Regions from separate parts of the Danio rerio genome. Here region 1 is linked to region 2. Evidence: chromatin contacts called from public HiChIP or PLAC-seq data. All regions are on one chromosome and are shown on one strand. The core of a region is the stretch at or near the end of the contact, and the rest is flanking DNA. Distances in the headings are between cores, read along the strand shown. Region 1 holds the start of pid1 (phosphotyrosine interaction domain containing 1). Region 2 holds the start of irf2bp1 (interferon regulatory factor 2 binding protein 1).

Evidence for each region. HiChIP or PLAC-seq counts read pairs in DNA pulled down with a chosen protein or histone mark.
Region 1: an H3K4me3 HiChIP or PLAC-seq map of embryo shows a contact between it and region 2, with 2.2 times the contacts expected there. The contact joins the promoter of pid1 here to the promoter of irf2bp1 in region 2. A contact is called at or near these places in 1 of 18 Hi-C or Micro-C datasets (an unstated tissue) and 1 of 4 datasets of contacts at active chromatin or transcription factors (embryo).

Annotation. Positions count from the first base shown.
Region 1 is chr18:49,683,254-49,689,394 of GRCz12tu, forward strand. It overlaps pid1 (phosphotyrosine interaction domain containing 1), which reads right to left and starts at 3,339. Exons shown (of 3, transcript NM_001013504.2): 1 at 3,144-3,339. The coding sequence starts at 3,173.
Region 2 is chr18:49,367,207-49,373,483 of GRCz12tu, forward strand. It overlaps irf2bp1 (interferon regulatory factor 2 binding protein 1), which reads right to left and starts at 4,579. Exons shown (of 2, transcript NM_001044354.2): 1 at 2,589-4,579. The coding sequence starts at 4,418. The coding sequence ends at 2,601. slc19a3b (solute carrier family 19 member 3b) reads right to left here. Exons shown (of 5, transcript NM_001044707.1): 4 at 5,806-5,947; 5 at 5,373-5,564. The coding sequence ends at 5,373.

The DNA.
Region 1 (6,141 bases), core at 2,089-4,588, 310 kb after region 2:
GAAATCGGATTATTAAGACGAACGTCTTTACAACTTTACCTAAATCTTTTCAGCACTGGTAGATCCGCTTAAACCAAAAACCAGCTTGGGCTTTAAACTAAGACCAGTAGAAGAGTAATGACTCTCACGTTTGAATAATTTCTGAGTTATTTCCAGAGCTGGAAAATGACTAAATAAGCAATATTGTCAGGTCTTCCTTGATCTCGAGACCCCTGGTACTAGATTAAAGTAAAGCTGGTTTTATATTTGCACAATCATTTAGTTAAAACTTCGGTACCTAAACAGTTTACCAAGTTATTTTAAATATTCAGTGTAAAATAGCCCGTAAGTATGACTTCAAAACAAGCACTGTTTAATCAACTGCAAACAATGGTGTAGTTTGATCGTCATTGGCTGCTAATGTGATTTCACTATTAAGAGTTTGTAAGTGATAGTTTTCTGAAATGATTTTATTAAGGAGAAAGTCAGAATGTGCGAATAGAACCAACTTTACCTCAATTATCACTAAGACTTGTAGAAAGATCATGACTCACACATGCTTGAATAATTTCTGACTTTTTTTTCCAGAGCTGGAAAATCACTAACTCATTGATATTTTCAGGTCTTGCATGATCTCGAGACCACTGGTATTAGATTGAAGTAAAGTTGGTATTATATTTGCACATTCATTCGGTTACAACTTGTGACACAATTCCTATATTGTTTACCACAGCACTTTCAATATTTAGATTGAAATATCATGTAAATTTGACTTGAAAACAATATTAGCACTGTTTAATTAGCTGTGAACAATGTTGTACTTTGATAGTCATTGGCTGCTAATATGATTTCACTATAAAAAAATTGTAAATAATAGTTTTCTGAAATGATATTATTAAGAAGAAAGTCAGAATGTGCGAATATAAAACCAACTTTACCTCAGTTTTTACTAAGACCTGTAGAAAGATCATGACTCACATGTTTGAATAATTTCTGACTTTTTTCCAGAGCTGGAAAATCAGTAACTCATCGATATTTTCAGGTCTTCCATGATCTCAAACCCCTGGTACTCGATTGAAGTTGGTTTTATATTCGCAAATTCGTTCAGTTACAACTTGTGACATGCTTGCTGTTTTGTTTACCACGGTATTTTAAATATTTGGTCTGAAATCTTTTGTAAATATGACTTGGAAAAGAAACATTAGCACTGTTCAATCGACTGTGAACAATGCTGTACTTTGATAGCCATCGGCTGCTAATATGATTTCACTATTAAGAGCTTGCAAAGAACATTATTAGTGAGAAAGTCCGAATATAAAACCAACTATACCTCAACTTTCACTAAGACCTGTAGAAAGATCATGACAGTTGAATAATTTCTGACTCTCTCCAGAGCTGGAAAATCAGTAACTCATCGATATTTTCAGGTCTTCCATGATCTCAAACCCCTGGTACTCGATTGAAGTTGGTTTTATATTCGCAAATTCGTTCAGTTACAACTTGTGACATGCTTGCTGTTTTGTTTACCATGGTATTTTAAATATTTGGTCTGAAATCTTTTGTAAATATGACTTGGAAAAGAAACATTAGCACTGTTCAATCGACTGTGAACAATGCTGTACTTTGATAGCCATCGGCTTCTAATATGATTTCACTATTAAGAGCTTGCAAAGAATATTATTAGGGAGAAAGTCTGAATATAAAACCAACTATACCTCAACTTTCACTAAGACCTGTAGAAGGATCATGACTCACACAGTTGAATAATTTCTGACTCTTTCCAGAGCTGGGAAATCAGTAACTCATTGATATTTTGAGGTCTTCCATGATCTCAAGACCCCTCGATTGAAGTAGAGTTGGTTTTATATTCACACATTTGTTCAGTTACAACTTGTGACATGCTCCCTATATTTTTACCGCGGCACGTTCAATATAAGCTCTGAAATCTTTTATAAATGTGACTTTGAAAAAAACATTAGCACCGTTTAAACGACTGTAAACAATGTTGTACTGTGATAGTCATCGGCTGCTAAATTGATTTCACTATTAAGAGTTTGCAAATAATAATTTTTAAGAATGATATTATTAAGAAGAATGTCAGAATGTGCGAATATAAAACCAACTTTAACTACATTTTGTCAGCACTGGTAGAGCTGTTTTAACCAAAAACTAGCTTTGGCTTTTCACTAAGATATTGGAAGAGTAATGACTCGAGTGTTTAAATAATTTCTGCTTTTTTTCCAGAGCTGGAAAATCAATAACTCATTGATATGTTCAGGTCTTCCATGATCTCGAGACCCCTGGTACTTGATTAAAGTAAAGTTGGTTTTATATTTGCACATTCGTTTAGTTACAACTTGTGACAAGCTTCCTATATTGTTTACCACGGTACTTTCGACATTTGGTCTGAAATCTCGTGTAAACATGACTTAAGAACAATATTAGCACTGTTTAATTAGCTGTGAACAATGTTGTACTTTGATAGTCATTGGCTGCTAATATGATTTCACGAGTTTGCAAATAATAGTTTCCTAAAAAATTATATTACTAAAGTGAAAGTCTGAATGTGAAAATATAAAACCAACTTTAACTCAATTTTCACAAAGACCTGTAGAAAAATTATGACTCACACATGGTTGAATAATTTCTGACTTTTTTCCAGAGCTGTAAAATCACTAACTCATTGATATTTTCAGGTCTTCCATGATCTCGAGACCCCCTGGTACTAGTAACTAGGTACAGCTAGTAAGAGGAACCACATCAAGGCCTGAAGAACAGCAAGTTCCAGCTCAACTAAAAGTGGCTCCAGCCATTTCAGAGACTGCAGACAGACACAGCAACGGTGTGAAATGGCATTGGGTCTGGAAAAGCACGATATGCTCTGGAGAAATTGTAAAACTTCAGGTCTGTTTTGCGACCAGCTGCAGTCCAGACACTCAGAGCTCCAGCCAAGAGACGCGACACAAAGTTGAGGAGCCATGCAAACGCCAGGACAGCGTTTTATCAGGGAAATAAACAAATAAATGAAAGCTGGATGATGAGCAGGTTTGCTGGATGGGTAGCTCGTGTACCCGCTGGCTGGCCTGCACACTGTAGCTCCAAAATGAACAACAGACATCAGACAAAAAAAGGGTTTCTTGCAGTAATTAGACGGGCAGTCTTACCTGCAATCGCTCCGACGCGGGCTGCCACATTTTACCAGATGATAGGCTCGATTGTCAGGCTGGAAACAGGGATAGTCCAGCTAGAACATCTGCTCGCTGGCGGCGCTTTCTCGCTCCTTCGGTCTCCTCCAAGCAAACCCCGAGGAAAAAAATACAGACAGTGAATTCCAACGGTGCGCAAGAACGAAACTCCGCCTGCGAAAACACGCACAGGCTCTTTTCTTTCTTTCTCTCCCCCTTCCTCTGTTTCTCCGTGTCATCCGCCCCCTCTCGACCGCTGCTGTTCTAACAGTGACCGGCAGAGGGTGCTTCTGTGCGGAACTGTAGAGCAGGGGTTCCCAATCTTTTCAGCCTGCGACCCCAAAAATGACAATGACAGTGACTCGTGACCCCCAATATCCTCTGAGGTGGTTATAAATACAGAAACCTTGCATGCAATGGCGCACACACTCCAATAGACCCAATTCTATTCTTCGTTTATTTTATTTAATGTATGTCAGTGCTGTAAATGGGCCAGAAAGTTTAACCTGGTGCCATAAAATCAATCTGCTGCATCTGACGCTATTGCTATGTCTTTAATATTATGTAATTAACCCAGGGGTCGCAATCCAATAGAACTAGTAACTATAAGCTACTATAGTAACAATATTGCATGCAACTAGAAACAACTATTTTTTTCCCTTCAGTAAAAAATGGTAATTCTAGTGGTTAATTGAAAATAAATAGATTTTTGGAAATCACCAGGCGATCCCTCTTCATTATACCGCGACCCCTAGGGGGGTCCCGACCCCCACTTTGGGAACAACTGCTGTAGAGAACAGAGAGCAGGTCTGCTGACTGCAGGTCAGTTCACCAACACTTCGGACACTTCTAGCATTTCATGAAAGTATATTGAATAACTCCTTTAAAAAAATCCCACATCTCTACAACAGTAAACTTACTAGCATGATGCAAATTAGACATTGACGATCAGGGGTCAACTTTTTTGTTTAAGTAATACAGTCAATCAAGTGTGTTTATTTAAATTACATCTATATTATTAAGTAAACATATTTAAGTTTTTAGTGTTTTTTTATATTGTAACTAGGCCCACACGGAATCTGTGCGGGCAGAATTCTGCAGATTTCTAGCCCATCATTAATTCTGCTTATTTACTTGAGTAAATGTGTGTAAATCTATATTTATTTAGATTTTTTTATTAATTACAGGAATATTACTGACTGATATGAAAAGGCGCATCTGATTTATGTACAATGCAGTTTATACACTAATATTTTCTGTCTTTTAGTAGATATATTAGATAAGAGACTTGTTTTGTTTACCAAATAAAGTGCATCTAATTGGATTGGCAATTTCAACTTTAAATAAAAGTTAGAAAGGTATTACTTTGTATTTCACATATTAAGGTTTTAGTTATAAAACTCCCATCCGCAGATTTTTAAAAACATTCTCAGCAGAAATAGCAAAAAAAACCTCCGTCTGGCCCTGATTATAACCTACAGTATCCTGTGATTAGCTATTTCAGAGGTTACTGTATGTCAAACTGTACAAACTATGCATCAAATTTGACTTTAGACTTTAGACTTAGACAAACAACTATTTTACACTTACCATGTCTGTCAGTGTAGATTGATTTGACGCGAGTATGCATTCATTCATTCATTTTCCTTCGGCTTAGTCCTTTTATTTATCAGGGCCCGGTTTTTTAAAAGTTATAGGTTTTTGAATAACAAATTGGATCAAATCTTAAAAATGTCTTTTTTTTAAAGAAAAAAAAAAATTACACAATTGAATTTGATCACATAGTCCGGTTTTGATTCAGATCAAACCTTTATTTTGGGTTTTTCAGATTTTTTTTGTAGGATTTTGATCACTTTGATCCAAAAAATCTGGATTAAACTGATCCTATCAAAAGGGTGGATTTAGCATGGATTTCATGCCCAAAATGTAATGAAAACTTTAAAATGTGTCAAATAATACTACATTTGGATCATGCAGTATCTTACAGAATATCTTATTTTAATTATATTTGTTCATCCGTCAGGCTACAGTGATTAGGTAGGCTTACAGTAAAGTAGAAAGAGTTTGACCTCATGAAATAATCCCCCTAACAGCTGTCAAAATTGACCAAAATCAATACATTTCATTCTGTTACTAATTGATACATATTCATCACAATAAAAAAATGTTTGTGTTTTTAGAATAATTATTAGTGATGCATGCAATGATTACAGAATAACCAAAAAAATAAAAATAAAATGGCAATCACTGATTTTTAAAATCACTTTCAACAATTGCAAAAAGAAAATGAAAGGGCAGATGCACAGCTTCATCTGGCAGAAGAACAACAGACTCTGACCAAACTGCAGCAAACAAGGCCAGACTTGAGATCCGCCGCCTAAAGGCTACACTCAGATTAGCTGGTCTTTCCACATCAGATGAGGAAATCTGAAATTATTCTGGAATTTATGACATCAAGTCTTTTTTTTTTTAAATTCAAAACATCTTTATTTGAAGCTTGTTATAAATATCCTAAATGTACAGTGAGTGTTTGTGTTGTAGGTCTCAAATGAGCGGACTGCTGGAAGAAGACTTTTTTTAAATGTGTGTGTTTTTAAAATAAAAATTTCAAATACAAATTTATATTGAAGTTACAGTTGAAGTCAGAATTGTTAGCCCCCCTGAATTTTTGGCCTTCTGTTTATTTTTCCCCCAATTTCTGTTTAAAAGGTAGATTTTTTTTCAACACATTTCTAAACATAATAGTTTTAATAACTCAACTAAATATTTTTCAAGACACTTCTATACAGCTTAAAGTGACATTTAAAGGCTTTACTAGGTTAATTAAGTTAACTAGGCAGGTAAGGATAATTAGGCAAGTTATTGTACAACGATGGTTTGTTCTGTAGACTTGCAAAAAATATATAGCTTAAAGGGGCTAATAATATTGTCCCTAAAATGGTTTTTTTTTTTAATTAAAAACTGCTTTTTTTCTATC
Region 2 (6,277 bases), core at 3,329-5,828:
TTGCTTTGTTAAATATCATTTGGGAAATGTTAAAATAATAATAATAAATTCAAAGGAGGGCTAGTAATTTTGACTTCAACTCTCTCCTTTCTCTCTCTCTCTCTCTCTCTCTATATATATATATATATATAGCAAAACAAAATATCACAATGTCAGATTTTTCCAATATCATGCAGCCCTTATTAATATACAAGTAAATATTTAGAAATTGTATGTGCATTTGTACATAATACACACACACATAATATGTAAATACAAACATTTACTTTTTATGTGATCACTCAGATGCTTCAGTAATCATTCTAATCGGATGATTTGGACTAAAGATCACTGAAGATGATGATTTTTTTTTGCCAAAGCTCTACTTATTATTAGCACTCGAACTCAAATTTACTCAAATTTTAACTCAACTTTTTTTATTCAGTTTGAGCTTCTACGATATTTCGGTATACAATATTGCTTCGACTTTATAATACCCACACTTTCATCTATTCTGCATATTTTGATACACTTTTATGCTACTTTATAAATCATTTTTTACTTATTTCTTCACTTTACTATTTACTTTAATCTTCTACCACTAAAAGGACCCTTTTTTTGTTGTGTATTGCATTTTATGTCTATATTATTTAAACTCAAAATGAACTAAAATAACTTCCTTTATATCTCTCTTCTGTTTCTTTAATATCTAACCTACAGCGCTCAGCATATATAATTACACCCCTCACAAATCCATCTTCTAAATGTATATTTTTAATAGGAAGCTATACAATATTATATTTGTAAAGTCATAAATAATTAGATTAGTGAGTTCTGAAGCCAAATCTGGAGCTTATCTAACAAAATACCTTACAATAACGTTCAAAAGACTAGTACACCCAAATGTATGTTATAGAAAATATTTTACACAATTACAAAAAAGGAGGGAAAATCAAGAGAAACAAAAAAAAAAAAAAAGTGAAAATTAAGTTAAAATTTTGTAGGTTGTAGTTCTTCTTACAATATTTGCTTGAATTTAATTGTATTATCTTACAATTCATAAACATGTTTGGTGACTAAAATATTATTTGAATAAATACATCTGTTTAATAAATCTGTTTTACACAAATGCACCAAAATACATTGCCTACATTCACTGAGGACTTAATAAAAAAAAAAGATTCATTTTAAAAAAAAAAAAATGGGGTGTACTTAATTATGCTGAGCACTAATATAACAAAACTAGTTATAAATATTAATGTACAAGAGTTATTTCGTGCAAATGTCAACCTTGCCATGAGAAAAATTACGTTTTCACCAAAATACGGAAACTGTTTCTGGGTTTTTTGTGTAAGCAAGTATTTTACAGCACTTTAGAAATACTCAAGAATGAATCTGTCAGTGTTTTCAAACTATTCTATTTGATTTAGCAAAGTCGCACAAGTGGCAATTACACATCCGTCACATCCATAACGGAGAAATGTCACATCCATAACGACACCTTTTCCTCATAAATGTGAAAATATTAAATTAAATAAAACCAAATTTTTAAAAATTATTTTTAGAGAGTCAACTTATATCTTTTTGATTAGCATTGTTTCTTTTGAGTTGTGCAGTTTAATTTACAGAATTTCTACAAAGTATGTTGTGTACTGTAAACCCGCAGACTTTTTTTTTGTCACATCCATAACGTATGTTTATTCTCCTCATTTAATGTACAAAACATGTTTACAGATTGATATTTTTCTGGTCCCTTAACTCTGTGGCGAGCTGTTCTGGAAAATACAAACAAAAGTTTCAATATGATGCCATCATATACTTTCCAGTGAATTTTTGTTTTGAGTTTTTACTGCAGATGTCACATCCATAACACTGGAATTGCTCACAAGTAAATATTTTTATATTACATGCGTGCATTTATATACACATGATACACACACATAATACGTAAACACAAACTTTTATTATGTATGTGATCACTGGGATCGTTTAGAAATCATTCTATTAGGATGATTTATATGAGCTAAAGATGTACGATTTTTTGGTGACATTTGACCAACATTAACACTCTGTTTTCACTTTCAACTCTATATCAATTTGAACGCTTAACTTTTCTATTGTTTAATCTTCTACTGTTTAGTTGGCATTAAACACTGCTCTGCCTTTATAATAGCAGCACTTTTATCTATTTCCTCTCGTTTGCTATTTTAAGCTACTTTATATTTTTATTAAACTCGCTTTACTTTTTACCTTGATCTTCTAACACTAGCAATCTCCTTTCAGTTGTGCATTTCCATTTTATTTACACTTTTAAACTCAAAACAAACTAAAATATCTTTCTTTATCTCTCTCTTCTTTCTCTTTTATATCTAAACTAACTAGAAGTTGTCTAATTATTTGCATGTCTCGTCATTTTGATTGTTTTTAATGTCGTCATTTCACTTTGGATTAAATGTTGAATGTAAATCTAGGACTTGCTGCTACATTTATCATCATCAGTGTTGTGGAACAAATTAATTTGTAGTTCAAAACAAGACTTTAAATTGGAAAATAAATGTTCCCCCATTCAATTTCATGCATGCTTTAGGGATAAAGCCATGGAGTCAAACCTGCTGGTGGCGTTAGGGGTCTCTTTCCTTCTTCACCTTCACATCACCGGCCAGGATTGTGGAGATCTCGCCCTGCATGAAGGCCCACGGCACGTTGGAGCCCACGAGAGGGCACTTCTCTCCACTGGGGCAGTACACCTCACTCCCTGGGCCCTGTCTGCGGATGAAGTCCCGGGTGCAGGGGAAGCAGAACTTATGCCCGGCCACTGATGGACACTGGACGAAGTGGGTGTCCTCCAGACGCTCCTGGCATATGGTGCAGCACAGAGGGGCACCGCCACCGCCAGCTGAACCCTCACCCCCCATAACTGCACTCTGGTCAGTGACGGTGGCCGGGCCTCCTGTGCTGCTGCCAGCAGACGGTTCTCCATTTCGGGACGCCAGTCTCCGCTGACCACCACCAGGTGAAGGACTGGTGCTGTTCTGCCGGCCTGCATTGGCAGAGTGCCCGCTGCTGCCTGGACCATCTTTCGAGGAGGCAGTGCCAACATTGTCAGCCACACTCATGAGCGCTGTGATGGGTGACGGGTCACTACCGTGGCCCTCTGGAGCCTGTCCTGCGCTGGCTAGTGAGGTGGCTGGCATGTGCCCGGGAATGCCAGGATACGCACTGAGCGGCCAGTGCTGCCGCAGCTCCTCAGAGCTCATCCTCTCTGCGCCGTCTGGGTCAGGTGATGCTTTGCGTCTGCGTACTCTGGGTTGTGTTGGGCGGCCGATGTGGCAGAGAGCAGTGGGCAGCATGGAGCAGCTGGCATCCAGGTACGGCTGTGGGAGGGCATCTGGGGCTGGCATTTCTTTGAATGCCCGCACTGCATCGCTGAGGAGCTCTGACAAGAGGCGCCAGTCACCGGTGCCATGCCTTTTTTCATACTCAACATACTTGTAGCCTGAATTAATGACCTTGCCGGTGTCTTTCTGAGAGTCGTGGAACATATGCTTGACCAGTGCCAGTATGCTGGGAAACACATTACCAGAGCCGCACGGGTACTCGATGAAGATCTTCAGCTCAAACTCCACCATCAGCTTGGCGTCAAACGCGAAAACCCTTCCCACCAGGCCGTGGTCCTTCTTGAAGCGGACATTGAACGGGGTGCAGCCAGATAGGGTGTGCAGGGCATCCCGCATGGGTTTAGGGCGTCCTGCCCAGTCGTCTGCCCGGTTGCGCACGCTTTCAGAGAGCTCTGCCAGGGCTTCAGCATTCCTCTGCTTCTCCTTGAACTCCTTTTCGAACTCGGGGGCCATGAAAGACGGCACACCCACACTCAACCCCATGCTCAGGGCCTGTCTTTTGCTGATTTCATTCAGCATGGGGGCAGGAATGGTCAAGGCGGCACTGCCAGCTCGGGGATTAAGGGGCATTGCGGTCAGCAGGCCGTGAGGTGCTCCCACGAGCCCTTGGGCCATCAAATTGGGTGGCACAGCCCCCACCAAAGTCCTCCTCGCAGTAGGGCTCTGCCTACTAACCTCAGGCGGACCTCCGTCTTCTAATCTGGGCAGCCCGTTGGGCAGCCTGGCGGACACATACTCGCCCCTTCCCCGTTCGTATCGCTCGGAGGGCGGTCTGCCGGCCTCCATAGGACCCTCCTTACCCGCAGGACCGTGTTTACCGCCGGGCTGCGGACCCGGAGACCTGCCGTCCTGCATCACATGTGTCCGCTTGAGCTGCCGCGCGGTGTCGATGAGCAGCTCTATCCGGTCCGCGCCCTCGTAGTTGACGCAGCCTCTGCACACCGCCTCGCTAAAGTCCCAGATCATGGCCCACGGCATCTTCGGCAGGTCGCAGAGGTAGCACCACTGCCGCCTGGAAGATGCCTGCGAGGAAGAGGACATATTTGATAGGCCCTCGCGATCTTGCGTTCTCAAATCCACCCTGAATCTCGTTCACAGCCAGCCTCCGAGTGTTCGCGGTCGATTATTCCCTTGTTACGGACGAGTATATGCCACTCTGTGGGATTTTGTGTCATTCAGGATCGAGGTGTTTGATGTTTCAGCCAAATCGTCTGGGCCGCAGAGTTTCTCCTGGAAGACGTTCCAAAAGTTACGCAACTCTGCGCCGCGGAATCATGGGAGATGTAGTTTTCAGCCGCTGATCGCGCTCTTCCTTCGTAGCGCTTTTGCCTAAAAAAACTCGATTCTTTATGCGAAAATAAAATCTCCAAATATTTATTATAGAAAGGTAATATACATTACAACACCTCTGCACTTCCTCTGGCCTATATGCTTATTTTATTAACCGAGGGACATAAATAGTATGCGTCTACTTCAGCATTCATTCATACAACGTATTTTAAAAGATTAAACAACATCTGTATTGTTTTATATTGCACTGTGATGTTGGCTTATGAAAACATAACTGTAATGATCACAGCATAGTCATGCTAAACAAAAGCAGCCCGGTAATGTAGATACATTTGAACACTTGTAATGTTACTGCAAACAAAGCTGTTCGACTGCAAATCCCAGATTGCAAACAGTCGACGCCACTTCCGCTATTCCTAGCGCCCTGTTACAAAAACTTCCGGTGTTATATTCCAGTCCAAATGACGTCCTGGTTAGCGGTTTCGCTTTTTGATTCTGTTCATAAGAACGACGCACACATGCCATTTTACTCCTTAGACACGACGTTAGCATGTTAACAATTTTACAGGCAGCAATCTTATTGTTTTATTTCATCGATTGGTGAAAATATGCTGATTTAAACAGGAAACAACGAATGAGTTTGAGTAGTTTTACTGAATGAATAAATAATAATCATACATATATCATGCAACATACAACAACCTACTACAGCGCAGTTTCAGTGTAAGCCTGTAGCGCGGATTGTTCTTTGTTTTGTAGTGATGATGATGATGATGATGATTGTGTTTCCTGTTTTCCACTTGTGTCTGATTTCCGTTGATCCTCCATGATGACAGTAAGCGCCTCTGTGTTTGTAACTGTAGACGTGCAGAAATGCTTACAAACAGTGTAAAGCCCCTGGATGAGGAACAGTACAGAGATTATGCTGTAGTATCCTCCATATACAAGAAACTAGAGGGAGAAAATGAAATATAATGTAACTCATTAAATGGATTACACACACAGAGAGAGACATAGAGAGATCTGCATTCTCCAAAGCCTGATATAGATCTAATATTAACAAGCACATGTAAACAGTTTTAAATGTTCAAAAGCAAATGTCTTCTGTTGTTTCATATGCCGGTGTGGTGAGGTGTACCTGTGTTGCAATGTCCAGTCCCAGAGCTGTATTGTCCACCACGATGGCAGTAAGTATTGTTTGAAGAGTTAGAGCAACAAAAGAGTTAATGCCAAAAGTCAGAGCGTAACATTCCATGGAGAGGTTCACCGCTATCTGAAACCTTCCACAGAAAGAAAAAGCGTTGATTTCAAGTCTGACAAACTTGTGGAGCACAACACTGGCCCGAGTCTGGAGTCTTCATAACTTTTCAGTTTCAAAACAACCAGATTTCAGGCCCAGATCTAAAAATCTGCTTTACTGTCATACAAGTTACACAAAATATTTTGGTGTCAAATTTCAGACAGTCATAAATACAAAAAAATCAAGCACATTACACACTGGGAAATAATGGATAATTGGATTTAACTTTTTTTTCTTTTTGCAATTTATATGGGCTGATTTTAAACATTAAATTTAGTAATGTTTAACTTAATTTGTTTGTTTAAATTCA